Linked DNA regions of Mus musculus: all the other regions are linked to region 2. The links are chromatin contacts, called in public promoter capture Hi-C maps. All regions are on one chromosome and are shown on one strand. The core of a region is the stretch at or near the end of the contact, and the rest is flanking DNA. Distances in the headings are between cores, read along the strand shown.

Region 1 (5,743 bases), core at 2,974-5,473, 2.7 Mb after region 2:
TAATGAGCAATTTAAAATATTTTTGCTCCTGGCCATCTGTTAAGGGCCTCTAATTAGTTCAAAGTAGTAATTCAGATCAATGTAATTTTAAGAATAAGTACCTACGTTAAAATATCCGCATAAAGAAAAAGTTTATATACTAGTAAAAAGAACTACACATCTAGTTTAGTTGTAGAAAATACTTGTAATTTGCACAACGGTGTTTTCCTCTGACGACCAGACTATTTAGAAGGGCGAGGAAGGCTACTTTCTAAGTGGCTCGAATGCTAAGTTAAGAACAGGTAAAAACACTCTTCAGGGCTAGTATGGTGCGGCTGATTTCCTAACGGGGATGTGATGTAACACTGGAAGCGATAGGCTGACAAAGGGGGTGCAGAAGCCAGAGTGAGGACCGAGCAGGCGGGAGGCAGAGGGCGTGCAGCCTGCACTGGGCGACTTCGGGCGTGGGCTGGCGGCCACAGGCAGTGAAGCAGCCGGAGCCCGGCCGCCAGCGGCGTGACATCTGGCGTGCCGAGCCGGCAGGGGGCAGAGCAAGCAGGGTGTCACGTGGAGCGGGCGCTACGGGAGCCGGGAGGGGAGAGAGAACTAGAGGGGGGTCTTCCCCAACGCTTCAAAGACTGTTACTCACTGGAGTCGCGGACTCTTCTTGCCCTGAGCAGGAGACGGGGGCTTCGCGGCCGCGGGCTGATGCCCTGGGCCGTCGGGAGGCCTGTTGCTGGGGCTGCTCCTCCGCCGGCGGGGATACTCGGCCTTTCTCCGGCGGGACACAGCGGCAGCGGCGGCGGCGGCGGCCGCAGCGGTCCGGCCGCGGTCCCGACCTCCCCTCAGCACGCGGCTGCTCGCGGTCTCTGCAGGCGCCGCCGGCGCCGCCGCCGCGCCGGGCCGGAGCTCCTCCGAAGCCGCGTCGGCCGCCGCTGCTGGGCCCCCTTCCTGGTCCTGCTGCTCCGGGGATCGCGGCTCCTCCGTCTCCCCCGGCATCGGGGCTCGTCCGTCCCCCACCCCTGCGTCCCAGGCGGTGGAGGCGGCGGCGCCCGCGGCGCAGCTCCCCCCGCCCCCCTCGGCTCCCGGAGCGTCCGGCTCCCTCACTCCGGAGCGCCTCTCTCCCCCCCGCCCCTCCGCCCGTTCCGAGGGCGCCCCCCCCCACCCGCCCCCTGCCACTCAAGCCAGCGACCGCCGGCGGCGCGCACGCGCGCACCCGGACGGACACGCAGCGGGCCAATCGGAGGGGAGGATCGGCCCCCCTGGCCCGGCCCCTCGCGGTCTCACACGCAGCAGCGCACTCGGTGCCCTCCCCCACCCCTTCCTCCAACCAATCAGGAAACGGCTCCGAGGGAGAGCGCGAGGTTTCCTTGCCCGCGCGCCCGTTCTCACCGTTAAACGGCTGCGTCTCGCGACAATCCCAAAGTGACCTTTCTCCCCCCCCACTTTGGAGTTCGGCTCAAGCTAGGGGCGGTGGGAGGGGCAGGGCTGGCGAGGGCGGAGGCGAGGACAAAACGCACCGTTCTCAGCCGCGCGCGCACCCCCCTGCCGGCTGCGCGCGCACCTGCCTCCCGGAGGCGCCGCTGTCCCCTCAAGGGTTCTTACTAGCCTAAGAAGTAGCCTGGACGTTATCCCGCCTCCACCCAGACCCCCACCTTCCTGCTCTGGCCTTTCTGTCCCCAGCGCCGCCAGCTCTCGAGGGGAGAAGTGGTAAATTATTTGAGTTGCAGCTTCTCCTTTAAGAAAAAAAAGGCCCTGTCCGTTGCCGGATGAAAGTCTCTGAAAAAATGGCGGCGATAGGATAGAGGCGGGGCCGAGGGGACAGCGCGGGATAGTCGTGAGGCGCACGCGCAGGGCCAACTTCGCCGAGGGCACTCTGGGAGACGTAGTCCTATTTACTCTGCGCTTCCAGAGAAATCATGGGAAACTAGAGGCAGAGGGAAGGCTGGGAGCGTCTATCTGAGGTCTGAGATTACGTTTTAGCGAGGCATTGCTTCCGGGTTAGGTCGCGACGCCTGCGTACAACTGGCAAAAATATTGAGCCAATTACAGGCTAGGGGTCCCTGGGAGAGAATCCTACTTCTTTTAATCTTTTTTTGTGTAAGTGCTCCGAAGTGCCCTCGTCATAGTCTTTACTTACTTCGGTCTGGTCATTTGACGCCTCCTCTGCGACCTGTTAGCTACGCTCCTTTTTATTCCTCCATCTTGTGTTGAGCCTCTCACTTGTGAAGCCCAGGAGGTTAGGGACTCGTTCTGCGTCTGTCAACTTAATTTTAATAAAACGTGTAGGACGAAGTGTAAAGTTGTTTCCTGGTAGGGATGGGGCGCCACGGAATTGCCGTTGGCTGTGGTGCTGGAGCTGGAGAGCCGGTTAGCGTGACTCACTGATTTTTTTGTGGATAAGTTAGCTGTCGCTCACGTTCTCCACCCCGAGGCTGAATGCCTTTGCGGTCTGTAGATGTTTCTGCGGCACAGGAAACACAGTCATAATAGCAGCTCTGACTAGCGTTTACAGCTAAGTACCTTCCTGATGGGGAAAGGGGGCTTTCCAATCGTTCAAACCGCAACTGGTGGTAATGCAGCCTCTTATACGTTTGTATGCATTTCTTTCCCTCTTAAACATTGTTTGCATTCCTTGGGTTGCCTTTTACACATTGCAACCAGGAAACGACTTTCAAGGAGACTCCTTACACTTCGAAGATGCAAACGTCTTAAGTTAAAATCTACACAACAGTATGGAAAGATACAAAGTTTGGAAATCTGATTCAGAATTTTATATTAGCCATTAAATTTTAGACTTTTAAAGAAGTTCATTTTTCTTTCTTCTTTTCCTCCCAGCATCTGGCTCATTTGCCACACAGATAAGGCAAATGTTTTATAGTCTACCGAGTTTTGCGCTTTCAAAGGATTAGTGTCCTTTTCAGTTCTAAAACCCGACGGTATCAGTAGGAATGAATTTTCTAGCGCTGTTTGCAATGAGCACGTTTGGAACAGCACTGACATCCAATGGCTGCTTAAAGTAATACAAAAAGCGAGCCTCTTAAAAAAGGTTTTAGTAAAATGAATGACTTGTTCCTTTTAAAAGATGATCATTACAAAACTATCCCTTTATTCTATTCTTCTAGCCAGTTATTACTCCCTATTCCTGTTAGTCTCTTGGTAAACACTGGGACAAAACCCACTTCACAGGGCCATACTTATAGTTCTTTATATACTGCCTTTTCTAGGCAATTTTCTGTTAAATGCGTTTGTTGTTTGTTTGTTTCCTTTTGAGATGAACAAAGGCACAATAAGATAAAAATCTACCTCTCTCACCTTTTTGGAGAAATTGTGAACTGAGCAGGAATTGTAATTCAGATTCTGGAAGCTTAGTACCCAGTATCTTAAATCTTCTCAATTGATTCTTCCTTATTCTGTAGACGTTTGAATGTTGAATAACTGGATAAACCAGGATCAGAGAATTCAAAAGTGAACCCACTTCTCTTCAACTTTAAAGAATCTATAATCTGGGCCAGTGAGATTGCTTAGCAGATAAAGGCACTTTGCTGAAAAGTCTGATGAATTTCATCTGTGGGACCCCAGTGGTACAAGGAGAGCGCTTTCTTACTCTTACAACTTATGAATGCCTACATGAGCACACACACACACACAATTATTAAAACGTCTGTTTTAAAAAATCACAGTTTGTATGGGAAGTGAGGTCAGCTGTACTAAGTAAGTACAAATAGTGAAATGAAGTTGATGCTATTTAATCAGAAATTTTAAGAAAGGACCTGTACTTCCATGGTCTTCTAGTTTTATAGGAAAAGGAGGAGGAAGAGAAGGAAAGAAAAGGAAGGAGACAGAAAATAGCCTGCAGTGGGCAATGGGAAACTTAAACTTGGAAAACTCTTTAAGTATAAGCCTAAAATTTCTATGTGTGTTCAAGATAAGCCCTTGAATACAGTAGGTGTTTAAATTAAAAAAAGAATTAACTTTCAATTTTTATAGCCACCTTGGCCAATGTAGCATCAAAACTTCAATCTTGCACAACCTGCCTTTTTCTGTTAGCACAATTAAAACAACAAACAAACATATAAAACCCCCCCCCAAAAAAAAAACAAACCAAAAAACAAAACAAAACAAAACAAAAAAAAAACCCTGAGCTACTAGAAAAGAAAAAGTATTCAGCAAATCAAAAGTGAGGAAGTGCTAAGCAAATACAGGAACCAAAAGGGGTCACAGAGGCTGCTTCGCACTGTCTCATTCAGTTCCGTTGTGGTCCTCTTCTTCACCACATGCCAACAAAGTTCTTCACAATCTTCGAGACTAGAGCATCGCAGGTATAGGACAATGGAAGAGCTGGGTGAGTGAAGGGGCCTTTGGAGAAGATGCTCTAAGGAAGTGGGGGCCTGGCTGCCATCCATCCCCATCTGTAATGATGAAGTGTGGTCTAGTCAAACTGAGGATAGGACTGAAAGATTTTTGTTTTCACTTCTGTCCTCAATTCAAACAAGAGTGAGGCAGGAGGAACTATCATTGTTGGGGGAGCTATGGGGTTGCTGTTTGCAGCGGCACAGTTGGCAGAGCGTTGAGACCAGACAGCCAAAGAAACAGAAGGAATTGTAATTGAAAGTGCCTTTTCCCTTGGCAGCTACTGGAGGTCATAGGGCAGCTCTACAGCTTGGAGATATGATACTGGAAGAAAAAAAAAAAAGGATGGGAAAGGAAGAAGACATTAAATGAAGGAAGGGAAGGAGAGAAGAAAGAAAAGGAAACCAGGAGAAAGGGAGGATAGTGCAAGGACAGTGAAATGACCGAGCAGTGTAAAGGGTCTGTAGAGATTGCAAAAGGGCCAGAGTGCTTTCATTTCTCTGTAGTTTACTGTTAGACTACAGGTAGACCATCACTGTAGTAGGTTTTGTTGCTTTTTATTTAGAGAAATCTTGAAGGAGCAGATTGCTTCTCAAGAAAAACAGTCCATCCTTTCACTCTGAGGTAATGAAAACGTCAGTAGAAGTGCCGCTGGGCTACTGTGTCCAGAGAAACCTAGGTCAAAAAGCCTGGAGCTGTAAAGTCTGTCTCCTTGGGGCTCATTTCATATACCTTGGCAACTTTTTATCATCTACATACCTCCCTGTCTGCCTGCCTGCCCATCTGTCCTTCCATCCATCCATCCATCCATCCATCCATCCATCCATCCATCTATCTGTATCACCTATTTATTTTTGTTATCGCTACACAAAGTTACTTTTACCCACTTTTCAAGCTGTATTAATTCCACATTGTGTTTGTAGCTATGCAAAAACTTCCAACAATAATAAGATGCAAAGCTTGTACATTGTCATTAAAAATAATTATTGGGGTTGTGTTTTAAGAACTGGAGAAACAGAGGAACAAAGAAGAGAATAGAAATTATTGAGGGAAAAAAGGGTGTTTTAAATAAATCCTTAACTGTTTTGTCAGTAAAATGTAGTTCAATATTGTGGTTAATGCTGTATCTTGGACTTTGGTATAGAATCCAGATTCTTTTCTATATAATATTGATTATTTATTCTTTGAGAATTTGATGAATGCATATCCTGTGTGGGTATTGGAGGAAATTTGCATTTCTTCATCGAGTTTTACCATTTTTTTTCAGGTAGGATCTTAGTTTTGCTTTATTTTATAGGTCACACACATCAAATTCTCAAAGAATAAGTAACCAATATTATATAAAAAAGAATTGGGTTCTATATCAAAGTCCAAAATACAGCCTTAATCACAATATCAAAGTACATTCTAC
Region 2 (5,750 bases), core at 656-3,155:
GGCTGAGCTTCCACACAAGAAAACCCACTTATCACACAATATGGAATAATCGGATCAAACCAATCACATTTGTTGTTTTACTTTTTAGGAAACTTTTTGGTAAGAGCCTGGAAAGGGGAGGAGTCGTCTGCAATTCACCTACAGATTCATGCACACACCAGCACCCGAAACAGTGGAAAGATCCCCCAGATAGGGGCTGGGAAGTTTTCTCCCTGGGAAACCAAGGTCTTCTCTGGTTGTGAGGCGGTCCAAGAGAGCTAGGACACTCAAGGAATGTGAAAAGCTTACACTCTCCTAAGGTCTGGTTAGCATCGCCAGCCCCATGGGCATAATTAAGCAGGCTCCACAAGCAAGGAAAATAGTCTTTAGGCAGTATGAATGTGGCCAGTTCTCTCCTCAATCTGGAGTAAGATTGCATCCTGTTCACCAAAGCCTCCAGTCCATTGATTAGGGTATGGCTACCTAGGCTGATCTCAAAAAGAAAAGACATGGAAGGTAAGAATTGAAACTATCAAACTTGCACAAGAAAAGCCCACACTCAAGTCAGCATCCTGGACTTTGATGTGGAGTGCGGTCTGATAAGTTTATCCCTCTTCTCAGCCTCCTCCCACTCGTCTTTCCCAAGCTCTCTCCAGCTACATCTTTTCCTCTGCTTTCAGCCCACCAAGAAAGGTGCCAAGAAAGGTCTGGCTTTCCTCTTTGACTTTGTTTCTCCTCTTACCCACCTGACTACACAATCACTTTATGGTTGGGGGTGGGGCCAGGCACGGTATGGGGTACTGTGCAATATAGGATAGCCTCCGTTCCACAGAGGTCTCAGAGACTTCAACAACCTCCATGAGTGCAAGAGGGGAAGGGTGATCCTGGCAGGATCTAAAAACAGAGGGCCATTGAGTTGAATGTCCGATAGTAACCCCAGAGGCAGATGGACCTGTTGCCAAGCCAGTCTTAGATTCACCTTCTAGATCCCCTGCGGACCTGAATTTTGCAAAATCCAGCCCGTTCGCCTTCCACCAATTCCCCACCAGGATTTCCCAGAAGGCTGGCACTTGGAGTGAGTCGGGATAATCCTCGGGAGCGTGGGAATCTGAACTACTAGGAAGTCTCTGTCGGGCAGCCATTGTGGACCTTCTTAGACAGGAGTCCAAGCAGGAGCGAGTCCTGGCCAGGAACCAGCTTTCCTTCTCCGCCCCCTGGTCTGGCAGGAGAGTCCCACATATGGCTGCCCGCTCTCAGGCTCCTCTCCCCGGCGCCCAAGGGTGGCCATCTTCCACTTGGGGAGCGCCGAACACGAAGGCTGGAGCGCCCCCTTTGGAGAGTCCCAGGCTCCGGCTGGAACAGCGCGCAGTATGCGCTGTGAACATGCACCGGGCACAGTTTACCACTGATGGGACTTCCACAGAGGTGCTAAGGCCTGGCGTCCAAAAGGCTCGGCCAAAGTCTGCCCAGTTGACCCAGAGGAGAACGATTCCAGGAGGGAGGTGAGGGCAGTTGGTACACTTTCTTTCCCTGCTGAACGTCCTGCGCTCCTTTAAGAACCGGGGATCTGTTTGGCGCCCAGGGACCCCGGGCTCCTGACACCAGCCTGCAGCAGACAAGAGTGGCTGGCACCCCCAGACTCTTACCGTAGCATCTTCTCCCGAATAGTGTCCGATGACACGGTGGCCCCCCGGGTGCCGCTGGGACCATTTGGTAACGTTGTAGACCTTGCGGTCGATGACGAGCCACCGGTCGGTGCGCAGGTTGTGCTTCTGAATCTCCTCCCAACGGAAGGTGGGCATCGGAGCCTGGCGCTCGGTGCTCCCCTCTCCCTGGTTACCTCCCTTCCCCATGCTGCCAGTCTACCCGGATGCCCCGTGCGCTACGGCCTCCGGGCGCCCGCGGCTCGCAACACCGACGGTCCCTCTCCTGGCCGCAGTGTGCGGTCGGCGCCCTCCTCGCTTTCGGCTTTTGTCTTCTACTCCTCCTCCCACCGTGCCTCCTCCCCTCGCTTTCGCTCCTCCTCGCCTTCACTAGCTAGCCAGTACCCCTGCCTTCCCTCAGGAGTACCCCTGGCTTCCCAGTGCCCCCAAGCGGTCCCCTTCCTCCGCCCACCCTAGGCCCGCCTGCTGTGGACTTTTGCCTCCGGTGAAAACTCCAGGATAGCTCAGGGCCTCGCTGCCTCCTCCCCCCACCCCTCTGGCTCCCCCCGTTCCCGGCTCCGCATCCTCCCGAGTTCCCCGCCACCCGGGTTTCCACAGTGATCAGCAGAGCGCCTGCACCAATCAGGGCTCGTCGCCCCGCCTGCCATTGGCCCAGGAGGATCTTTCGAAGGCCAGCGGGCTGGAGCGGCGGGTCCGCGGCTTCCCCCTCCCTCGCGCCCGCCCGCATGGAGTTAAGCCCTGCTGGGCGGTCGGCGACGTGTCTGACCTCCTCCTCCTCCCTTCGCTGCCTGGAGCCGGGGAAGCGGGAGTAGATCTCTGAGAAGCTGGGAGGGGAGAGCGGGGGGCGGGGGGGGGGGCGGGGGCGGCAGCTGGGCTTTTCTTTGCGCGCTTCAGAGCGCCAACGCGCTCGGCCGGGGATTTGCACCTGATGCTCGCACAAAGGAGGCGCAGCGGTTATGGTGAACAACGCTCGGCCTCCGGCTAAACAAGGCCCCCTCCTGGGCTGTCATGACTAGGTGATATTTCTGCCTGGCTAGATGGGACTCAAGTCTCCTGTATCTCACATTGTCTAAGAGATCCATATTGTTTATTGCTTTCCTGAAACCTTCCTAGAGAAAGGAGCCAGGAGTGGGTCTCTGTTTAACCAGGGCTCTGAATCCTTTCAACTTGGTCATCTTGGAAAAGAACGGTGGAATCTCTGCTTTCTTCCTCGTGCTAAGTGCCGCGGGAGTGGCTTCTGGGGAGGGTGCCAGGATAAACTGGACACCTTTCTTGTCTTCGACTGAGAAAGAGTTCACAAGCCTGGTTGGGAAACATGAAAGCAATAAAAGCCCGCGATTGATTTGACAGTAGTACACCACTTGCAGGCAAGAGAGACACTGATACCAAGGGAGTATAGTAGGAAGAAAGGCCCTATTCGCTAAAGTCTCACCACAATCCTATGATATTGTTATAGCTAACTTCAAAATGAAGAGTCTGAGGGTAAGAGAGATAAAATGGTCAAGACATACATGCTTAGCTAGTGGCCCTGTTTGGCCTCTTCCATGACCCTTTCAAGACTTTGGGCTCCCTAGCTCCACATGACACTGGTCCAAAGGAAGTACCTGGTGCAGGGGGTAATACATTCCCATAGTCCCTCCCATCGTATACTCCTCTCATTCTGTCCTGGCATCCATCAGGAGCAGCCTTTCTTCATTCCACAAACTCCAGACTCAAGGAGTGTTGAGTGAAGCTTTTCCGGCTTAGAGGAGAGGAAACAAACATCCAAACAGATGTTCGTTTGGCCTGCCCAAAAGATAGAAGTGAGTGAAGTAGGTGTGCTGGTCGTGTCCATACTGTCATCCATCAGAAACCTGAGGCAGGATATTGCCATGAGTTCAAGGCTGGCCTGGGACACGACTATGCATAAGGAGCAAGACTGTTGTCTTTTGTGCATGTTAACGATGGAATATAATAAAGTCAAGAAAGCTGTTTTGTATTTGTTTGTTTGTTTGTTTGTTTGTTTTTCAAAAGATGGATTATCACAATACACAGATAACTTTAATGATAATTTTTTTAGAGTTTTAAAGCTCAGAGGGATGACTGACAGCTGACAGGGAACCCCAATAAGTGCTTCACAGCAGAAGCTTGGAAGGCCGAGAAAAGACCAAGTGAGAAGGCCCCAAGAATGGGCTACAGCGGACTCCCAATGAAGACAGGAGTAAACGGACAGCCCAACCAGGGCTGCTGTGAGTAGAGTTCAAGTTGGTAACATTCCCACTTGCTTAAAGACAATGGAGATGAGCATTAGAAACCCACCAATCAAGGGTGTACCACGGTGGGACCTGCGATATGCAAAGAGAACAGCAGGCTTGGGGCTGCACCAACCAAAAGAATAGTCACCAAATGTACTAGGCCCTGAGCTAGATTGCCGGAGTGGTGGTGCACACATAAAATTCTAGACTCAAGAGGTAAAGTCAGGGTGACCCAAAATTCAAATTTATCTTTGCTACAGAGTAGGTTCAAGGTGAGCTCTTGAGACCGTGTCTGGAACAAGGAAGGGAAGGGGGTGAGAGGAAGGGTTGAAGAGATGGTAGGGTGTATCAAGAAGCAATCCATGGATTGCTGTTTCAGAGGACCCGAGTTTGATTTCCAGCACCCATGTTGGCTGGCTCACAAGTGCCTGTAATTGCAGCTCCGAGGGATTCAACACCCTCTTCTGGCCTCCTTGGGTACTCACATGCACACACCCACACACAAGCGCACATCATTAAAATAGTTTCTATGTTTTTGTTTTCCCAAAGAAAGAAAACTACAGAGGCAGCTTAAGGCCAGAAAGGGATGCAGGCAAAGTCAAGGGAAACAGCTGGGGAGGGGACAGGAGCCTGGATTAGGCAATAGCTATAGGAAGCTGACAGCACACCAGACGTGGCCTGACACTGTCCTCCCTGACTGGCTGTTCTTCCTGCTTGGATGGGCTGATGAGACCATTTGCCCAGGGAAAACCTTACAGTATCCAACCTACCCTAGAACCACTTTGGAAAGGGGGCTATCTCAGACACAGAGGGGTAAGTTCCTTTGACTTCTGCCTGTCCCTCAGATTCGAGCTCCTTGACGCCCCACCCCCCAGCAGCACCAAGAACTGAAGCTTCCTGGGACCCTACCAGGACATCATTGCGATTATTGATCTTTATCAGGAACAAGAGATCAGCTTGGGTGGCATGGAGCCCAGACTCGCCCAGCATGCCAAATGGGCAAAAGACCAGCCCCAGTCCTCACGTGTGTGGGGAGACAGAGCCTGTAGGGAAGGCTCTCATACACATGGTTCTCACTGAATGGGTGAGAACAGGTGTCCTTCTTGCCTTTAAAGGACACTCTGGTGGCTGCTGGAGACAGCCGCTCCATAAAAGGAAGAGTATCGTTGTTCAGGGTTTAGTGAAAGAGGCTCACATCCTTCAACCACCCTGCATGTTGTAGGGTGTTAGGAAGGAACAGACGATATGGTACCTTGTGAGCAAATCTAATAAAGAGAAAGCTCAGAGGAGATAGCATTCTGCTGTCTTTCATCTCTGCTTTTCATTGTTGGTCAATATAGCTACATTGCCCCAATCTTTAAAATTCTCCCTCACGGTGCCTGTTTCTCATGTCCTCAAACCCCAACTCTAAATGCTTGTTTATTATCAGACCTGCTGCCTAGCCAGCCCATGCTTGCTTGCCTTACTTCCCATCCCCCTCCACCTCTCAGGTCAATGCACACTTTCCAATTCTAAAATGTGTTGGTCAGCTTCCAGTGACAGTAACAAACACTGTCAGGTCGGCCTAAACCTGGAAATGGTCTGTCCGGACTCAGTTTTAGGAGCGTCAGACCATATCAGTTGATCTTGTTGTTTGTGGTTTAACAACAGGACAGAACACGTGCAAGAAAGAGATAAAGGTTACGAAGGGTCCCAGGGCTGAGAGATGGCTCAGTCCATAAAGTGCCTGTCACACAAGCAAAGGACACGAGCTCAGATCCCCAGCACCCATACCTATCACACAAGCAAAAGACACAAGCTCAGATCCCCAGAACCCACATGGAAGCTGGGGTAACGGTGCGCGTCTGCAACCCTACTTCTGGGGCTAGGGGAA
Region 3 (5,988 bases), core at 1,810-4,309, 2.4 Mb after region 2:
CACGTGACCTGCTATAACTACTAGGCAATAGGTACCTGACCTTCAACAAGTGCTACTAGCAGCCAGACCCTGGGACAGAGAGTCTGTCACTCATTCTATGTTCTCCAGAACTTCACTTCTGTCAAGAGCAACTTCTACATCATGGATGCTCTTAGGTCTATCTATGGTCATCTGAGAGAACCCCATTAAGTCACAGGTTAAGCCTCCAACTTCCTAACAATGGGGCAGAGGATGGGAGCCAGTCCATTACTAGCCTAGCTCTCCATATGCTGCACAGATTTAGTCTGAAATAGAAGAGCTAAATTGCTGTTTTATTTTGAGCAGGCCTGGAACTCTGTCAGGTGGTCTGTTGATCCCACCTCCAGGGCTCAGCTGCTCCCCCCGCACCCCCCCCCACACCCACCCCACACTCTCTACCATGCATCACTTCCAGATCCTCCACCAAATACACAATGGGCATCTCCTTCTTCCTCTGAGGTTACATTTAATCCTTTCTCCCCATCTCCCAACATTTCTACTTATTTTCTCTTCTTCTCTGTCTCTCAGCTCCTCTTCCCTGCTTTTTCTATCAAAGTTCCAGCCAACCAGATGTTAAACTTCTGGAACTTTTTTCCCCCCTCCAGAAAGGTTTCCTCTATTGGCCATGGTCATACAATTCTTGGCAAAGAGGTTGCTCAGAGTTACGACTACAGATCACAAGAGTGAGGGACTGCACCTCTTTCCCATGACAATCCCAATTAGCACACAGGATGTGAAGGCTTTCCTAGGAAGCTACGGGGGACCTGTCCAGCAGCTGTTCCCTGAGTCACAGGGCCCTCCTCCTCCTCCTCTTCTCCTCTTCTCCCCCCCCCCCTCCCCCCCACACCTGCTCCAGGCTCTGCAGTTACACCCTTGGGACAGGCTAGCCAGAATTCCAGAAATGACCCCACCCACCCCCCAATTGAAGAGATTACTGTATGGAGACGGAAACTTGTCCCAAGTCATCAGTTAAGCCGGGACAAACTAGACCCAAAGAAGAGAGCAGCACCCTTGCTTTTCTTCTCTCTCCAGTATCTCCCAACCCTCACTCTAACGTAACCTATAGAGCTCCCTTCCTTGCTAGGATCTGGAAGAGCTACACGGCTGCGAGATTTGCGGCAGACCTAGTGGCAACTTAATTTTTATGGAGTTTAGTGCCTTGGGAGGTCAGAGTGGTGGCTCCTGTTTGCTATTTTAAGCAAAAAACCTAAGGACAGTTTCTTCTTAGCCTTTCTTCTTCTCTTGCTGCCTCCCTCCGTCCCTCCTCCTCCTCCTCCTCCTCCTTCTCTATGGACAAAGGGAGCAGCTTCCCTGCCAGGCATTCCAGAGCCCAATCCTCCCGCCTCCTCTCTCCATCTGCTCTGGCCTGTTGCTTCAGTGCTTGGAGTGTACAAGCAGAGGCATCTGCGGATGCCACCACATCCAGGATGCTCCAGTCCTGGAACCCATGCTCCACTCTCTCCCAGTATTGTCCCAGCCCTTTCATACAATAGACAGTAATTGGAGACTGGGGATCCCTTTGCCTCCCCAAGTCTCTTACCCAGGAGCTGACAGTGGGAAGGCTGGGTCCCTAGAAGAGGGCCATATAGACATTAAAGTTGAAAGGGGGTGGGGGGTGGGGGCAAGTGTATGTTAGGCCCAAAGGTGCCTGAGGCAAAGCAGGGTGAACTGAGGTGTGAGCAAGTGTGAGCAGGTGTGAGCCAAGAGGTTCAAGTAATGTCTTGCTGAAGAGTCAGCATTTCTTGGGGGGTGGGAGGCGGTTTGCAAAACCCTAGAGTTCTTGCACAAACGGCTACTAGGGGCTGATGGGGGCATAAAGGGGTTCTCCTGCAGCTAGGCTGAGGCTGGGTTGTATAATCAAGACTCTTTAAACTACTTGCAAGGACATTTACTTGGAGGTGGTCTTGGAATCCTGTGAGGACCTAGGGAAGAGAAGCACCTGCCCTCAACACCTATAGCTGATACCAGTGAGCAAAGCTGGCCACTGGGTGGATCACAGCGGACCCACGAGGCGGGAGCTCCTGGGACAGACAAGAGATGTGAATGGCTCACCCGTGTCTTGGCGGAACTGGTTCATGGACTGCAGGTCGATGATGTAGGGCGCGAGCCGGCTGTCCACCTGGCCCAACACCACGCTGCCCCCGGCGCGGGGACCAGCGCGCACCACCGCCTCGATGTGGTGACTCACGGCTGGGCTGTAGGGACGCCAGCGGCCGTGTTCGTTCAGCCATTCCCACACCACCACTGCCGAGGCCAGGAGCATGGCGAGCCCGGGGTTGCGGCGCGGTGCTGCCCACCTCCCGGGCCCGGCCTTCTGCGCTTCCTCCGGCGCCGCCGCCTCCGGGTCTCAACCGCGCCCCCCGGTCTGCGCCCCACCGCTGCGGGAAGCCTCAGCTGCGGCCCATGGGGGAGTCCGCAGCCGCGTAGGCACTGGGACACGGACCCCGGAGCTGCCCGTCTCCGACTGCGCTCCGCCGGGCTCCGCCGCCTCTGCCGCTGCTCCGAGGGGTCCAGCGGCTTCATGCAAAGGCCCGGCCCTGCGCACTCGCCGCCCCGCCTTGCAAAGCCACCCGGGGGCGCGCGGCCCGAGCGCGACGCTGCACCCGCCTCGCACCAGTTGCGCCTCGGGCTCCGCGGGCGCCCGCGTGGATCGCGCCGCACGGTCACGCCCTCCGCCCTCTCTCCGCTTCGAGTAAGCCGACCGCGGTGGCACAGCTCCCCCTCCCTGCGGCTCGGCTCAGTGGCCTCCAGGAGGAGTCGCCCCTCCCGGGCAGAGCGCCAAGGCGAGCTCGCGCCCGCGGAGGCTTCCCTGGTCCCCCAGTCTCGAGAGCACGCGCGCCATCCCGGTCCCAGCTGCCACTGCCAGGACCCAACTTTGCAGCCTGTTCAAATATGGAACTGTCTGTCTGTCTGTTTTCAGCTCAGCACCGGCCGTGTCCGCGGCGTGAGCTCAGAGGCTCGCATCTCCCTACAGCTCGTGCATGCATACGCATTCTCTCTCTCTCTCTCTCTCTCTCTCTCTCTCTCTCTCTCTCTCTCTCTGTCACACACACATACATCCACACCCACACACGCACGCAACACCCCCCACCCACACACACACACACACAGGAATTGCCCCACGCTCTCCTTGTTCTGTCCGTTATTACCTCATCCTCGTCTGCACCGTTCCCTAGCTGTCCATCAAAGATGCAAAAGCCACGCCCCATGGCCACTAGCACCAGCGATCTAGAGCTTCCATGCCCCCTGCTGGTCCAAATCCTCAAGTGCAGGTCAAAGGCCACACACTTGTGACCATCGAGAGCCAGTGCCAAGGGTTCCCTGCGTTTACATAGAGAGAAAAGAAGTTCTTGCTGTCCAATTTTTCTGTTAGAAGACACAAGGTAGACTAATTCATCCTGCAGTGTCTATGTAAATAAAACCATGAGACAGCAGAACAAACGCAAGCTAGACTCGCTCATTTTGATCATCAATGGCTAAAGAGGAAAGTAATATAAAGTGGGTTCTGACTAAGGGGATTGAAGCCTGTATTGCACATTATTGCTTGGCATGGTACATCACACGGGCAACTTCCACACTTGAGAAGCAAGAAGATGGAGAATTTCATGCCACATATCCAGACCAGGTCTCCAAACGAATTAAGTTAGACATTTTAAAGAGAATTATGTATTAACCTTGTCAGAAAACACACACTTTGTTTCTCCGTGGGTGGAACTGCACAATGAATCCGTTCTGACAAAGTGAAGCTGGAATTTGGAGCAATCTTATATTGGTAATGAGATTGTTAATCTTTTTTGGAATGGCTTTTCCATAGTTTCATGTGCTCCTTTTATATTTGAGGAGACAAACAGAAAACCGCTCCTAAGCAGATAAACTAGAAATTTCCAGATAGAGGAAACTTAAACTGGGGAAAGGTGTGGGTGGGTATTAAGAAATATTTAACTGTCTGCTTGCAGGACAAACAGGAAGTAGAAAGAACTAACGTTTACTTTCTGACCATTCTCTTTTGCACTCCGTCTTCTTGTGTCTACCACGATAACACGGCAGGGTAGTATAGTAGAAGTGAAATGAATGACAACACAGGAAAACATTTGCGCCTGGGTAACTTGTTAGAGAGAGTGAATATATAGTAATTAGTTGTGAGTCTGAACAGGTGAGAGGGTGCGCCAGAGAACCTGACAGCTTCTGGAACAGGCAGAAGCACAGAGGCGCTGAGGCAGCACCCTGTGTGGGCCGGGGACAGCTGGCCACCTTCCGGACCGGAGGACAGGTGCCCACCCGGCAGGGGAGGCGGCCTAAGCCACAGCAGCAGCGGTCGCCATCTTGGTCCTGGGACTCCAAGGAACTTAGGAATTTAGTCTGCTTAGGTGAGAGTCTGTACCACCTGGGAACTGCCAAAGCAACACAGTGTCTGAGAAAGGTCCTGTTTTGGGCCTTCTTCTTCGGCCAGGAGGAGGTCCAAATACAAGATATCTGCGCACCTTCCCTGTAAGAGAGCTTGCCAGCAGAGAGTGCTCTGAGCACTGAAACTCAGAGGAGAGAATCTGTCTCCCAGGTCTGCTGATAGACGGTAACAGAATCACCAGAAGAACAATCTCTAAACAGAGTCAACTATAACTACTAACTCCAGAGATTACCAGATGGCGAAAGGTAAACGGAGGAATCTTACTAACAGGAACCAAGACCACTCACCATCACCAGAACCCAGCACACCCACTTCGCCCAGTCCAGGGAACCCCAACACACCTGAGAACCTAGACCTAGATTTAAAAGCATATCTCATGATGATGGTAGAGGACATCAAGAAGGACTTTAATAAATCACTTAAAGAAATACAGGAGAACACTGCTAAAGAGTTACAAGTCCTTAAAGAAAAACAGGAAAACACAATCAAACAGGTAGAAGTCCTTACAGAAAAAGAGGAAAAAACATACAAACAGGTGATGGAAATGAACAAAACCATACTAGACCTAAAAAGGGAAGTAGACACAATAAAGAAAACTCAAAGCGAGGCAACACTAGAGATAGAAACCCTAGGAAAGAAATCTGGAACCATAGATTTGAGCATCAGCAACAGAATACAAGAGATGGAAGAGAGAATCTCAGGTGCAGAAGATTCCATAGAGAACATCGGCACAACAATCAAAGAAAATGGAAAATGCAAAAAGATCCTAACTCAAAATATCCAGGAAATCCAGGACACAATAAGAAGACCAAACGTACGGATAATAGGAGTGGATGAGAATGAAGATTTTCAACTCAAAGGTCCAGCAAACATCTTCAACAAAATTATTGAAGAAAACTTCCCAAATCTAAAGAATGAGATGCATATGAACATACAAGAAGCCTACAGAACTCCAAATAGACTGGACCAGAAAAGAAATTCCTCCCAACACATAATAATCAGAACATCAAATGCACTAAATAAAGATAGAATACTAAAAGCAGTAAGGGAAAAAGGTCAAGTAACATATAAAGGCAAGCCTATCAGAATTACACCAGATTTTTCACCAGAGACTATGAAAGCCAGAAGAGCCTGGACAGATGTTATACAGACACTAAGAGAACACAAACTGCAGCCCAGGCTACTATACCCAGCCAAACTCTCAATTATCATAGAGGGAGAAACCAAAGTATTCCACGACAAAACCAAATTCACGCATTATCTCTCCACGAATCCAGCCCTTCAAAGGATAATAACAGAAAAAAACCAATACAAGAACGGGAACAACGCCCTAGAAAAAACAAGAAGGTAATCCCTCAACAAACCTAAAAGAAGACAGCCACAAGAACAGAATGCCACCTTTAACAACTAAAATAACAGGAAGCAACAATTACTTTTCCTTAATATCTCTTAACATCAATGGTCTCAACTCGCCAATAAAAAGACATAGACTAACAAACTGGCTACACAAACAAGACCCAACATTTTGCTGCTTACAGGAAACTCATCTCAGAGAAAAAGATAGA
Region 4 (5,997 bases), core at 2,438-4,937, 2.7 Mb before region 2:
GGGACCTAGGAAAAGGGCACTTCTGGAATAGTCTAGGTTCTATAAGACTGGACCCCTAGTTTCAATTGATCTTTTTCTCTTAATTCTCCTAAACCAGGGTTCATGAAGGTCAACCAGCCCAGCCAGCACTTCTTCCTCACAGTACTTTTAATCTTGACTTCTGCTACTCAAAAGCATTCAGGAAACTACATGCCTTTGGTTCTCTTTCTGTTCCTCCTCTTGTCACCTACCTGGGTCTTTCCCCTTCCCTTCGGAAAATCACACTGACGACTATTTCCTCAACTCCCCACAGAAGCTGACCATCTCATCCCCCTCTGTGCCATATTTCCTCCACAGCACAGTATAGGCCCTCAACAGATGTCTGTTTGTGTCTAAATCTCAAGCACTAACAGCACTAGACATCAATGACAAGGGACTGACCTCAGCTCTTTGATCCCTTTGGCCTCCTCCTTTGGGTAATTCTCACCTGCTGCCTTCTGACAACTCCCATACTTTCCTTCAGCAGTAGTGGGACTGACTGAAGGGCCATAGACTTGTACTTGGTAGCTAGCTGAGTATTCACCAATGAACTCTATTTCTAGCTATCTTTTTTACTCTGAGACAAGATCTACTATCCAGGCTGGCTGAGAATTTGTGATCCTCCTGCATCAGACTCCTGAGTAACTCAAATTACAAGCCTGATAAGCATATCAGGCCTGGCAACTCATATTTATACCCAGGCAAGACACCCAAGAGAATTCTAGATGTCGATATCCAACTACCTACCTAATCATGATCCTAGAGCCTATAAGAGACGTTGAATTTAACAATATTCAAAGCCTATTCCCAATCTACACCGCAGCAGTCTCAGTAAACTGGGAGATAATCCTTCCACTTTCAAGTAACAAGACTGGTAGTTTGAGTGACAATGGCCTCCAAAAGACTCATACTCATGAATGCTTGGTCCATGGATAGTGGAACTGTTTGAGAATTAGAAGGTGTGGTTTGTAAGAGGTGGTGGATCTCTAGGCTTTGAGCTTTTAAATGCCGAATGCCATTCCCAGTTAGTACATATGCTCTTTCTCTCTGCCTCCCCCAGTTACCGCCTGTTCTCTCTCTGCCTTGTGCTTGTGGAACAGGTTAAGCTCTCAGCTATTGCCCCAGAACTATGCCTGCCTGCTGTCATGCTTTTAGTTATGATGGTCATGGACTCTAACCCTAAACACTCAACTTTAAAAAAACCCAAAACTATAGTTTTGGTGTTTTGAGACTGGGTTTTCCTATGTAACCCTGGCTGTCCCTGGGCCTCAAATGTTAAGATTTAAAGGTGTATGCCAGGAAGTCCCATAAACACCTTTTGTTTATACTTTGCATTGGTCATGGTGTTTGTCACAATAGAAAAGTAACTAAGACAAAAACAAAACAAAACAAAACAAAAAAACCAACACCTTATTTTTTCTTTTAGAAAACATTATCTCATCCGGGGGTGGTGGCACACGCCTTTAGTCCTAGCACTTGGGAGGCAGAGGCAGGCAGATTTCTGAGTTCGAGGCCAGCCTGGTCTACAGAGTGAGTTCCAGGACAGCCAGGACTATACAGAGAAACCCTGTCTCTGTACCAAACCAAACCAAACCAAACCAAACCAAAACTATCTCACTATAGCTCTGGTTGGCCTGCAACTATATAGACTAGGATGACCTGAAACTCCCAAGTCTGCCTGCCTCTGCCTCCTGAGTGACAGAATTAAAGATGTGCACCACTGTGCTGAGCCCAAAGAATAATACTTTGAACTCATCCACTTTCTCATACTCTAGATGTTCTTAGAACCTTGAGCTAAGCCAAGAGGCTTCTAAAATCTTTCCACTTGGTCTTCTAAGCTCTCTTTCATTCTTACTAGAGATACTTTTCCTAACAAGAGAAACAAATTCTAACTAGCCTCTCATTTCTCTTTATCCCCATTCTGTAGTCTCTAAACGAACTGATTACTGGGCAGGGAGAAGACTGGGCTAGTAAGAGCTCTTACTGCCAACCCTGATGAACCAAATTCAATGCCACAGTGCTGTGAGAACTGACTCCCAAGAGTTGCCCAGATCTCTTCATACTTGACGCAACTGACAAACAGACACAGGCACAGACACACACAACAAAGAGAACTCACTGCCACCTAACATACTATTCGATATTTACCTGCTGGCTACCACTGGATGCACACTTAAGAGCAGGGTTTCACTTACCCTGGTCCCTACTGTTTACCATTCTCAGCTCTGCCTGAAGCTATATGCTTGGCATATAGCTGCCCACTAAAGCTGAAGAATGAACCTCTGTAGATGTCTACTTCCCTCTCACAGTGATGAAGCCATCTTGGTTAAGCACTCTATAAACCAGCACAAGTAAAAAATAACCTGTGTGATGCACCAAACAGTGAGAGGAATGTGCCCCACCCCCCAATTTCCTAACCTTCCCTCCCATCTCCAAAAATGAGTTAAAGAAACACAATGACCAATTTGGTTCTCAATCTATTCTGGGTACTGTCATGCTTAAGGGAAACAGGTATTCCACCCTAAGGAAATATTTGCATTTTTCATGACTAATTATCTTCCACAAAGGTAGCTCTTTGTTTTCTCCTTTGGACCAGAGAGGCTGGGGAAGGAGGACGGGAAGGGAGAGCAATGTATTCCCAGATTGTCCCTCAAACACCTCCTTTGGTGACTAATCTCCATGTAGATGACATGGCTTGTTACCCACCCCCAAGCAAGTCCCGCTTTTCTCAAACGGGGTGCTACTAGCAATTCCATTCAAATGCCGGGTTTTAGACTTGACACCTGTGGCTCCTGAAACAGAAGGCCTAGAGGATTGAGGACGGGTGGAGGCTTCTACTTACTGGGTTATTTCCCCTCTCTGGAGGTCGCCAGCCGCGCCAGCCTTCACCTCCGTTATCACTACGGGGGACTAGCCTGGGGCCTAGAGGCCTGGTCGCCCCTCGGCCTAAGAAACAGACCGGAACCGGGAGACAACAGCCGGGCACAAACCACTGTACTGGGAATCCGGCCTCTACTCTGGGCCCGAGGGGGCGCAGGGAACCGGAAGACCTGAACCGCTCCTTCGGTGTGGATGGAAGTCTCTAGACCCTGAGCGGGGGAGGGGCGGCGGAGGAAGGGGGGCTCCGAGAGGCCTGGGATTCCAAACCCGGTGGGGGAGGAGCGAGGGCGCCGTAGCCGCGGACCGGACAGGGAAGGGCCCTCTGGGGCTGCAGATGCCGGCCCAGGGAAGCGCCTGGGGACCGGGAACCGGGGACCGGGACCTGGAGATCTAGTCCCGGACCACCAAGCGGAAGTGAGGTGTCCCCCCCCTCACCTCGGAGCATCGGCTCGGGCCGCGGGATCACGGCCACCACCACGGCCTCGTCGTCATCATCCCCTTCCTCACACTTGAGCGTCACCTCGAAGCAATCCAGAGCCGCGGCGCCCTTGGCTTTCAGGGCCATGGCGAGGCGAAGAAGGGCGACCGGATAGCCGAGGACGTTCGCACAGACCTCGGCGCACCGCCTGTGGCGGCCGCCTCCTGCCCCGGACCACCCCGGGCCCGCGGCTCGCCTAGCTCACCCGCCGCTCGCCCGGCCGCCCCGCCAGCCACGGGCTTCAACGCGTCACGACCCCGGGCGGGGAGGGTTCGATCCGGGGCCCCCAACCCCGCCGCTCCCTTTTATGGAGGCTCATTGTCAGCGTCCGTCCGGCAGTCCCGCCTCCAGACCAGGCTGGCCAATCACGTGAGGACACGCCCCCTAGCCCCGCCCCAGCCACAGGTCTGGGCCAGAACCCTGTGCAGCGCGTTTGTCTCTGGCCGGTTTGCTCGGCGGCGAAGCCTGGAGTTTTCCTGGGAGCGGCGCCGGCAGCCTTGGAGACCCGGTAGGGCATCCCCACCAATGGCTGGAGGAAAGGGCTGCTCGGCATCTTACTTCTTGGCTTTCCCCTGACTAGCTGCCTGCCTGGGAGGCAACACAGACGAGAAAAGACCGGTGGGGATGTGTGAAGGATACATAGGCTCAGAAGTGTGGAGACATCTCTTCTAATTTCTTTGGGCCTCGTTCCTTTCTACTAGCACATACGCTTTAGGGAAAGAAAAATCACTTTGGATCCTCCTAAACAAAGATTCTAGAAGATGAAGAGGACAAGAGTGGCGTGTGGGCGTGTGTAAACCGCTTCCGATGGATATAATTTACGTTAAAAACAAAACAAAACAAAAAACGTGAGTCCAGAGAGTGTGGCCTTTTCCCAGGACACAGCAAATCCCCTGAGAGCCTCCAAGACCGGGATCCGGTTGCTATGGCGCTGCTGCCTGGCATTCGTGCCTGAGTGAAGACTGTCACAATGGGCACTTACACTTCTGCATAACATCCCCTCCCCACACACATACACACACCAGACACGCTAGATTTCAGCTGAGAAACGGCAAAAATGTCTGGCACTCAAAATTCTGATTTTAAGTGCTACCAACAGTAATTATCAGCCCAGAAACAGTAATTGTGGATGATGTAGGAGGCTAGGGGACAGAAGAGAAACAGTTCACTTACCGTATATTGTGTGTGTGTGTGTGTGTGTGTGTGTGTGTGTGTGTGTGTGTGTTTGTGTGTGCGCGCGCGCCCTGGGCATACCCACCCCCCCCCCATCCACTGCATAACCAGCTTTTATTTTGTTGAGATAAGGACTCACTTTCATGTCAGTCTGACCTGGAATCTGTGTAACCCTGCTTGCCCCAAACCTTTTCCTCCTCCCTCCATTCCCCTGGCACAAGGATTAAAGGTCTGAGCTGACACCACATACAGCAGCCACAATAGAAAGAACTGAGGAAATTTCTATTACTTTGAAATGTACCCAGTACTAAAAAGATACTCCAAATCAAGCAATTTCCTAGGCCTGGATAGTTCTTACCTAAAGGCTGTTCTTTGCTTTTTGCCCAATGCCTCTGGGTAGGTAGTCTGTTCTGTTTTTGCAGTGGGCTGGCTACAGGACTCAAGCTTCCGGGAGATTGTGACTAAGGCCTGAAAGGCAAGAAAAAGAAAAGCCTGTTATTTCCCTCCCTCTGTCCCTCCTGAGTTCTAACTCCTCCTGAGCAGGTGAGGCTGTGTCTCCAGTGTCTTTGTGAGTCCTTGGTTTGTGTCACTTCCCTGTTGGGCTTCCAGCCCTTCTGTCACCCTGTCACTTGGGTCACCCTGTGGTTCCTATTTCTTGTTTGATTCCAAAGCGATGGGTAGCCCTAGTATTGCACCAGATTCTTATTTAATTATATATATTTGTTTTCTTATGGGTTGTGCACCAGAGTACTTGTCTGAAGGCTAGAGCAACAGCTTCGGGGAGCTGGTTCTCGTCTTTGTGTGGGCTCTGGGGATTGTACACTGGTTTGTCACTAGCCCTCTACCATATACTTAATAGACTAGTTCTTTGGCCATCACGAGTGTAAGTGACAATTTTGGAATTTTAGTTTCTTTGGGAAAATAAAACACAAAAATATAAGAATACTCCAGGCAGTGGTGGCCCACGCCTTTGATCCCAGCACTAGGGAGGCAGAGGCAGGCAGATTTCTGAGTTCAAGGCCAGCCTGGTCTACAGAATGAGTTCCAGGACAGCCAGGACTACACAGAGAATCTCTCTCATATATATATATATATAATTTTAATCCCAGGTGTGGGATATGGGGCTGCTTCGATTTGTCCACAGCAGCTGACTATGGTTTGCCTCATGCTCTAGCAGGGGTGTGATTTTGTCAGCTGCAAATAGTTTCTGCATTTATGTGACATTTGGAATTCTGAGGATTTCTGAGAGGGTATATAAATGGTAGGGTGGAATTTGTGGTGATAGTGGTGGAGGAGGTGGTGTATAGTTGGGGAGTTGTCAGTTGGTTTTTGGTCAGTTTAAGTAGTCCCACACAAAGAAGAAACGAGAAATTAGATATCCCGGTGGCAAAGATCAAACTTGCCCCAAGGAACCTGACACCCCTAATCAGCAGGAAGTAGTCTAATGA
Region 5 (6,311 bases), core at 3,483-5,982, 2.6 Mb before region 2:
AACCACAGCAGAATTTTTAGGAATCATTTAAGATGTGTTAAATTTTAGAATAATAAACTACATCTTATTTTCCTCTTGCCAAACCTTGAAGCATCTTCTCTGAGAGAGGGAAGCATGGAAGAAGGGGAATGGTGACTTCACTGCAGTATTTTTGTTTTTGAGACAGGGTTTCTCAGTATAGTCTACCCAGACTGGTGAACCTCCTGCCTCAGTGTCAGAAATACAGAGGCGATAGGTACACATTCAGCTTTATTGGAATACCTTTATGAAGACTCTTTGTTTTCTGTTGTTGCTTTTTGGAGACAGTACCTTATTATGAAGTCTTGACTGGTCTGAAGCTTTCTATATAAAACAGGCTGGCCTCTTAACTTAGAGATCCATCTGCCTCTGCATCCTGTATGCTACCAAACCCAGCTGTTTTAAAAATGATTTGTTGGCTCCCAATGGAGGAGCTAGAGAAAGTACCCAAGGAGCTAAAGGGATCTGCAACCCTATAGGTGGAACAACATTATGAACTAACCAGTACCCCGGAGCTCTTGACTCTAGCTGCATATGTATCAAAAGATGGCCTAGTCGGCCATCACTGGAAAGAGAGGCCCATTGGACACGCAAACTTTATATGCCCCAGTACAGGGGAACGCCAGGGCCAAAAAGGGGGAGTGGGTGGGTAGGGGAGTGGGGGTGGGTGGGTATGGGGGACTTTTGGTATAGCATTGGAAATGTAAATGAGCTAAATACCTAATAAAAAATTAAAAAAAAAAAAAAGCTGTCTTTTGGCTAAAAAAAAAAAATGATTTGTTTGTTTGAGACAGGGTTTCACTGTGTAGCCATGGCTCTGTAACCAGGCTGGCCTCCCACTCAGAGATCTACCTGCCTCTGCCTTCCCAACACTGCCCAGCTTTTAAAATAATATTTTTAGTTTAGAATGTAAATGTAATTCACCAAGACATAGGACTTTTTTTTTAACTTAAGTGGGAGACAGAGAGTTGTGCTTATTATGGAGGTCAGAGCAATGGTGGGAGGCAATTTTCTTCTTTCATCATGTGGGTCCAAGAGTTCTAACTCAGGTTGTTAGGCTTAACTGCAAGTGTCCTACCCACTGGGCCATCTTGCTAGTCCCATACGACAGACTTTTATATTCAAGTAGTCACTTGACCAACAAGAACCCACTGGGGCTACTTAACTATTACTACTTTCTTTTTCTTTTTTTTTTTTTAAAGATTTATTTACATAAGTACACTGTAGCTGACTCTGAAGAGTACCTGTCAGATCTCATTACAGATGGTTGTGAGCCACCATGTGGTTGCTGGGATTTGAACTCAGGACCTTTGGAAGAGCAGTCAGCGCTCTTACACGCTGAGCCATCTCGCCAGCACCCCATTTCTACTTTCTGATAATCAGTTAATTAACAATGAGCAGTAGTTTATGATAGGACATTTAGTGTGCTTTTCAGGTATTCCTTTTCAGCTTGTAAACTTGATGAGTTATTCAACAGAAACCCATTGAGTACTTCTGTAGTTACAGATAGACACTGTTTCAAATGCCAATAGTGGGGCTAGGGATGTGTCTTAGAAGTTTACCTAGCAGCAAAATGGCCCTAGGTTCCCTCTATAACACTGTAAGACAAAGAAAACAAAACAAAACCCTCACTGAGTCAATAGTGACAAAATGTCTACAGTTGATGTCACAGAAGCAATTTTATACAAAAATTAAGAAAAATGGTCATACTAGGCAATTTATACTGTTAGGAAAGTACAAGGCAAACACATCTACGCAGAATACTATTTCAAGATATAAATTTCTCTGTTGGCAAAATGCCTCATTTTAGAATCTTTCCCACTACCAAAAGGGGTATTTTAAAAGGCAGTGGTGGTGGCAGTGTTGGCACACACCTTTAACCCCAGGACTCAGAAGGCACAGACAGGTGGATCTCTGAGTTCCAGACTAGCCAGGTCTACAGAGCCAGTTTCAGGTCAGCCAGGGCTACACAGGGCTACCTCTTTTTGTTTTGGCTTTGTCTCTCTCTCTCTCAAAAAATCGAAACAAATGAAACAAAGAGTTATGTTAACAACAACAACAACACCATCACCACCACCCCAAGCAAGGTAGCTTGGCATAGTGGCTCACACCTATTATCTCAGGATTTGAGATGATGAGATAGGAGAGATTTCAAAGCCTGCTAGGATATGTAATGAATTCCAGAAGAAGACTCTTTATTAAAAAACACAGGGAAATGGCAATAATAAAACTGTGACAATGTGGCATGTGACATGAGGGAATGATAGCAGAAACACAAGCTAAACAAAAATACTGCATGTTAATATATCAGTACTGCTAATATAAAATTCACAGGGTGGCAGTACATACTTGCATTCCTCTGGCACACTAAGGGAGCCAATCCCTCTGACAGTGCATTAAAAGAATAAAAATGTTGATTCGAGGGCTGGTGAGATGGCTCAGTGGGTAAGAGCACCTGACTGCTCTCCCAAAGGTCCAGAGTTCAAATCCCAGCAACCACATGGTGGCTCACAACCATCCATAACAAGATCTGACTCCCTCTTCTGGTGTGTCTGAAGACAGCTACAGTGTACTTACATAAAATAATAAATAAATCTTTAAAAAAAAAAAAAAATGTTGATTCGTGATGGGTGTGGTGGCATGCACCTGTAGTTCCCATGGAGGTTGAGGCAGAATCATCTTGCATTCAGGGCTAGCCTGGGCTACTTTGTATTAAAATTTTTTTTCACTATTTGATGACAACCATAGCTAAAAATTTAATTCTCTGAGTGCTAGCTAGACTGATTCCTCAATACTTAACATTTGATCTTCAGCACAAAAGGCCAACTTCTGAAACCTAGACTTTTATCAGAAATTTGGAAATTAGGACTAGGCCAACCAAACAGTAAGCAGTGATTAAAGGCAAGTCACTAAGTTATAGAAAAGCCACCGTTTATCTGGAAAATAGCCCAAAATGCAAAAATTTGAAAGAGAAATGCTGGTGGTTTAAACAGAACCAGGGTTCAAAATATGCTGCCTCATTCCCTTTATCTCCAGAAAACTTCCTCCCATACCATTTATCCAAATGGCCATTCCCATGGAGAATTCTGCAGGGCACCAAAGCTCTCAGACAGGTGGAAGGCCAGTATTAGGAAACATGAGAGAATATATTTAATGCTAAGATCAGGAATATTGTGTCATAATTCAAGACTGCGCTGGAGTCAACAAAGCATTTTCTAAACCTCTTAAAATCCTTCCTTTGACAAACCGAATTTTTCGCCAAAGACTCAGTTCTCTTAAGAACCACCACCTGCCAGTGGTGCATATTTTTCCTCAAGAAGGCATCTGCACTGCAGATCTCTCTGATCTGAGTCGAGCTTGCCAGTCAGCTCCCACCAGCAGGCAGACTTGTATACAAAAGAAACTAAAGGAGGCCGCCAGCGTCCCTCCTAGTCTTTTCACACACAAGAGAGAAGGGGGTTCAAGCAGCCCAGGCTTTGTCTGAATTCTTTCCCCTGCAGCAATCGTTCCCTTTTGTTATGCTGCTATTGAGAATAGGCCATCGAAAACAAGAAATCAAAACATGGTGATGGCTTGGCAAGACTGTATTTATTATCTTCTAGAATATAGCAACTGACTGCGTGTCCCCACCCCCACGATGCACCACCGGTGAAGAGCCGGCTGTGTTGCAGATGCAGCCAAGGATCCATCTTGGACTATCAGCAGCTCCCTCCCAAATCTTCCCATGCTATTCTCATCACGCCTCATCTACCTCAGAGTCTCAGAAAAAAAAAAAAAAAAAAAAAAAAATCTGGCATTCAGTTTAGCCAAAAACAGTAACAGAACTTCCTGATCCTTCTGGCGAACAAAAAAAAAAAAAAATTTTTTTTTGGAAGGCTATATCATCCATTTAAGATTGTGTCAACCGGTCTGCAAACCTGCAACGCCACCTTTTCCACCACTACCCCTCTCAAAATCCTAGCGACTTCATTTCTCCTACGTCCCACCTGTCACAATCCCCTGAGGCTCGCTAATCCTGCTCTAAGTCACCCCCACCCCCCGACCCACCCTAGGGCTCTCGGGCCTCCAGCACTCGATCCATTGGGTGCACATAGCCTTTCTCCGTTTTCACCCCACTGCGGTGCCCTCCCTTGCAGGGGGTCAGCGTCAACGCCCACTCTAGTTCACCACCCCGCCCCCAACCTGTTTTCTTCACACCCCGTTATTTCCTCACCTCGGTCCTTCGCTCCCCTCCCCCTTAGCCTGTTCCTCAAATGCCCGCCAAGAGACTAAAGCCGCCCACGGCCCAGACAGGTCGCTCGCCCCTTCCCGGAGACCCAGTAGCTCGCGCTCCCCAGGGACCAAGCCCCACGCGCGCCTCACCCGCACACGAGGAGCCGCAGCTCTTCGCCCCCAGGGCGGGGCAGGCTCCAGGGCTCCCGCCGCCGCCGCCGAGAGCTGACGGCTCGGCCCCGGAGGACGACGAGGAGACTGACGGGGACTGAGTGGCCGCTGACGACTCCGCCATGGCTGTACGAGCAAGGGCGGGAGAAGGGTGAAGAGAGACGTAGGGCGGGAGAGTGGGAGGGGACACAGAATAATCCAGCAGCTGGCTCTCCGAAGTTCCCGGCGACGCCTGTTCGGAAGACTGACTCCGACAGACTGACTGACTCAGCCGAGCTCCGCAGGGAGAGAAGGAGTGCGAGCGCGCATGCGCACAAAGAGCCTGGACGCGCGGGCGGCGGCCTCGGAGGCGCGCAGCGACGCAATGCGCAGGCGCAAGAACTGTCCCTCTGCGCTCCCGCAGGAAAGGACGCAGTGACTGGGCCCGCGGGTGGGGCAGGCCTCTCGGGGGTGAGGGGTAGGGGGTGGGGGAATGGGGGAAAGCCTGACGTAAGGGGCGTGGCTAAACTCTAGAACCGGCCCGCCACTGCAGCCCCTGCTACAGATTAACCGTGCCCAGTCTCCCCACCTTCCACTTGTTTATGTGAATGTTTTCTAGCTGGCAGATTATGTTTCTTTATGCCTTCATAAGCTACAAATTTTTTATTATAAATCCTAATTGATGTCTTTGCCTGATACGTACCAGCCTGTGACTCCAAAGAGTACAATATTTAAAGACCCCCCCTCTGTAATGTTCTTTTTGAATTATCTGGTCGTGTCGTAATATCGCCCCACCGAGGCAGGCATGGTACAGTCCCATGTTTGATAGGTGGAGAAAGATGCTAAACAGAATGAGAAACTATTACTCATTCCAATCACATTGCAATGCAGGCACAGAATCGGCTTCATATTTTTATCTTGTTTTTCTTCCCAAAGAGGCTTCAGGTTGTCTTTTCTCTGAGCTATGTTCTGAGCTACAAAAAACATACTTTGGAAAATAAAAAAGAAGCTGCCGAGGAAAGGAAAACCAGGAGAAAACGTCTTGGTTGGGACTGGGGGAATGGAGTGGACATGAAATGAGGTATTAAAAATGAGGCACAGATACTCATAATACTGAATTTTATTCATGTCCTAAGATGAGTCCCCCAAAAAATGACATTTGAAACTGGACATCAATTTATGTCAAATTTTGTTCTTTTTAAATTTTAAGTACATAATGATGATAAAGCTGTGGGATTTGATGTTGCTAAGTAGCAATCTATGACCCAAAGTGCAATTGCAGATTCAGCAAATTCTGTAAAGATGCTAACTCACAGAGGGAGCGCTAGGCAAGCAGGCTGCTGCAGATGGGGAACAAGCTGTGGACCGCATCTGTCCTAGACAGTTTTTTAAGGTCAAATAAAGCTCAGATAGCATCTTGGTTGTTGCAGTGTTCTGAAAACGATCCAGGATATTTCCCAAAATGACTCTGGAAAATATCTTACTCTGTCACTCAACGGCAGGCATCAATTGATAGTGCAGCAAACTGTCCCCCGATGCTGTTGAGTGCCAGAGAACGATGGCAAAGGGAACTGTATGCCAGTAATCAGGAATCCAATTACTTATTTTGGTGAATGCTTAAGTATTTTTTTCTTAAAGTCTATGTTAAAGTCAGGCATGCTGGATAGTTCTATGTTACCTTGAAATCTGAAAAGAGGGAACCTTGATTAAGAAAATGACTCCAGCCAGGCAGTGGTGGCACACACCTTTAATCCCAGCACTTGGGAGGTAGAGGCAGGTGGATTTCTGAGTTCAAGACCATCCTGGTCTACAGAGTGAGTTCCAGGACAGCCAGGGCTACAACAGAGAAACCCTGTCTCTGGAAAAAAAAAAAAAAAAATGACTCCAGGGCTGGTGAGATGGCTCAGTGGTTAAGAGCACTGACTGCTCTT

The links. Promoter capture Hi-C pulls out the DNA fragments that hold promoters and counts their contacts.
Region 1: a contact with region 2 is called in a promoter capture Hi-C map of pre-B cells. A contact is called at or near these places in 5 of 39 promoter capture datasets (the C10 cell line, hippocampal neurons, liver and 2 more).
Region 3: a contact with region 2 is called in a promoter capture Hi-C map of hippocampal neurons, with 4 times the contacts expected there. A contact is called at or near these places in 1 of 39 promoter capture datasets (hippocampal neurons) and 1 of 130 datasets of targeted methods (astrocytes).
Region 4: a contact with region 2 is called in a promoter capture Hi-C map of hippocampal neurons, with 6 times the contacts expected there.
Region 5: a promoter capture Hi-C map of pre-B cells shows a contact between it and region 2, with 5 times the contacts expected there. A contact is called at or near these places in 2 of 39 promoter capture datasets (hippocampal neurons and pre-B cells) and 2 of 130 datasets of targeted methods (astrocytes and embryonic stem cells).

Annotation. Positions count from the first base shown.
Region 1 is chr19:12,794,356-12,800,098 of GRCm38.p6, forward strand. Lpxn (leupaxin) reads left to right here and starts at 4,224. Exons shown (of 9, transcript NM_134152.4): 1 at 4,224-4,324. The coding sequence starts at 4,312. Zfp91 (zinc finger protein 91) reads right to left here and starts at 1,768. Exons shown (of 11, transcript NM_053009.3): 1 at 629-1,768. The coding sequence starts at 978. Gm44505 (predicted readthrough transcript (NMD candidate), 44505) reads right to left here and starts at 1,768. Exons shown (of 13, transcript NR_024093.1): 1 at 629-1,768.
Region 2 is chr19:10,099,598-10,105,347 of GRCm38.p6, forward strand. Fads2 (fatty acid desaturase 2) reads right to left here and starts at 1,906. Exons shown (of 12, transcript NM_019699.2): 1 at 1,626-1,906. The coding sequence starts at 1,832.
Region 3 is chr19:12,498,937-12,504,924 of GRCm38.p6, forward strand. It overlaps Dtx4 (deltex 4, E3 ubiquitin ligase), which reads right to left and starts at 3,060. Exons shown (of 9, transcript NM_172442.3): 1 at 2,071-3,060. The coding sequence starts at 2,281.
Region 4 is chr19:7,379,339-7,385,335 of GRCm38.p6, forward strand. It overlaps Spindoc (spindlin interactor and repressor of chromatin binding), which reads right to left and starts at 3,688. Exons shown (of 6, transcript NM_001033139.3): 1 at 3,334-3,688. The coding sequence starts at 3,463. It overlaps 1700105P06Rik (RIKEN cDNA 1700105P06 gene), which reads left to right and starts at 3,665. Exons shown (of 1, transcript NR_045703.1): 1 at 3,665-4,223.
Region 5 is chr19:7,478,559-7,484,869 of GRCm38.p6, forward strand. Rtn3 (reticulon 3) reads right to left here and starts at 4,733. Exons shown (of 9, transcript NM_001003934.2): 1 at 4,381-4,733. The coding sequence starts at 4,525.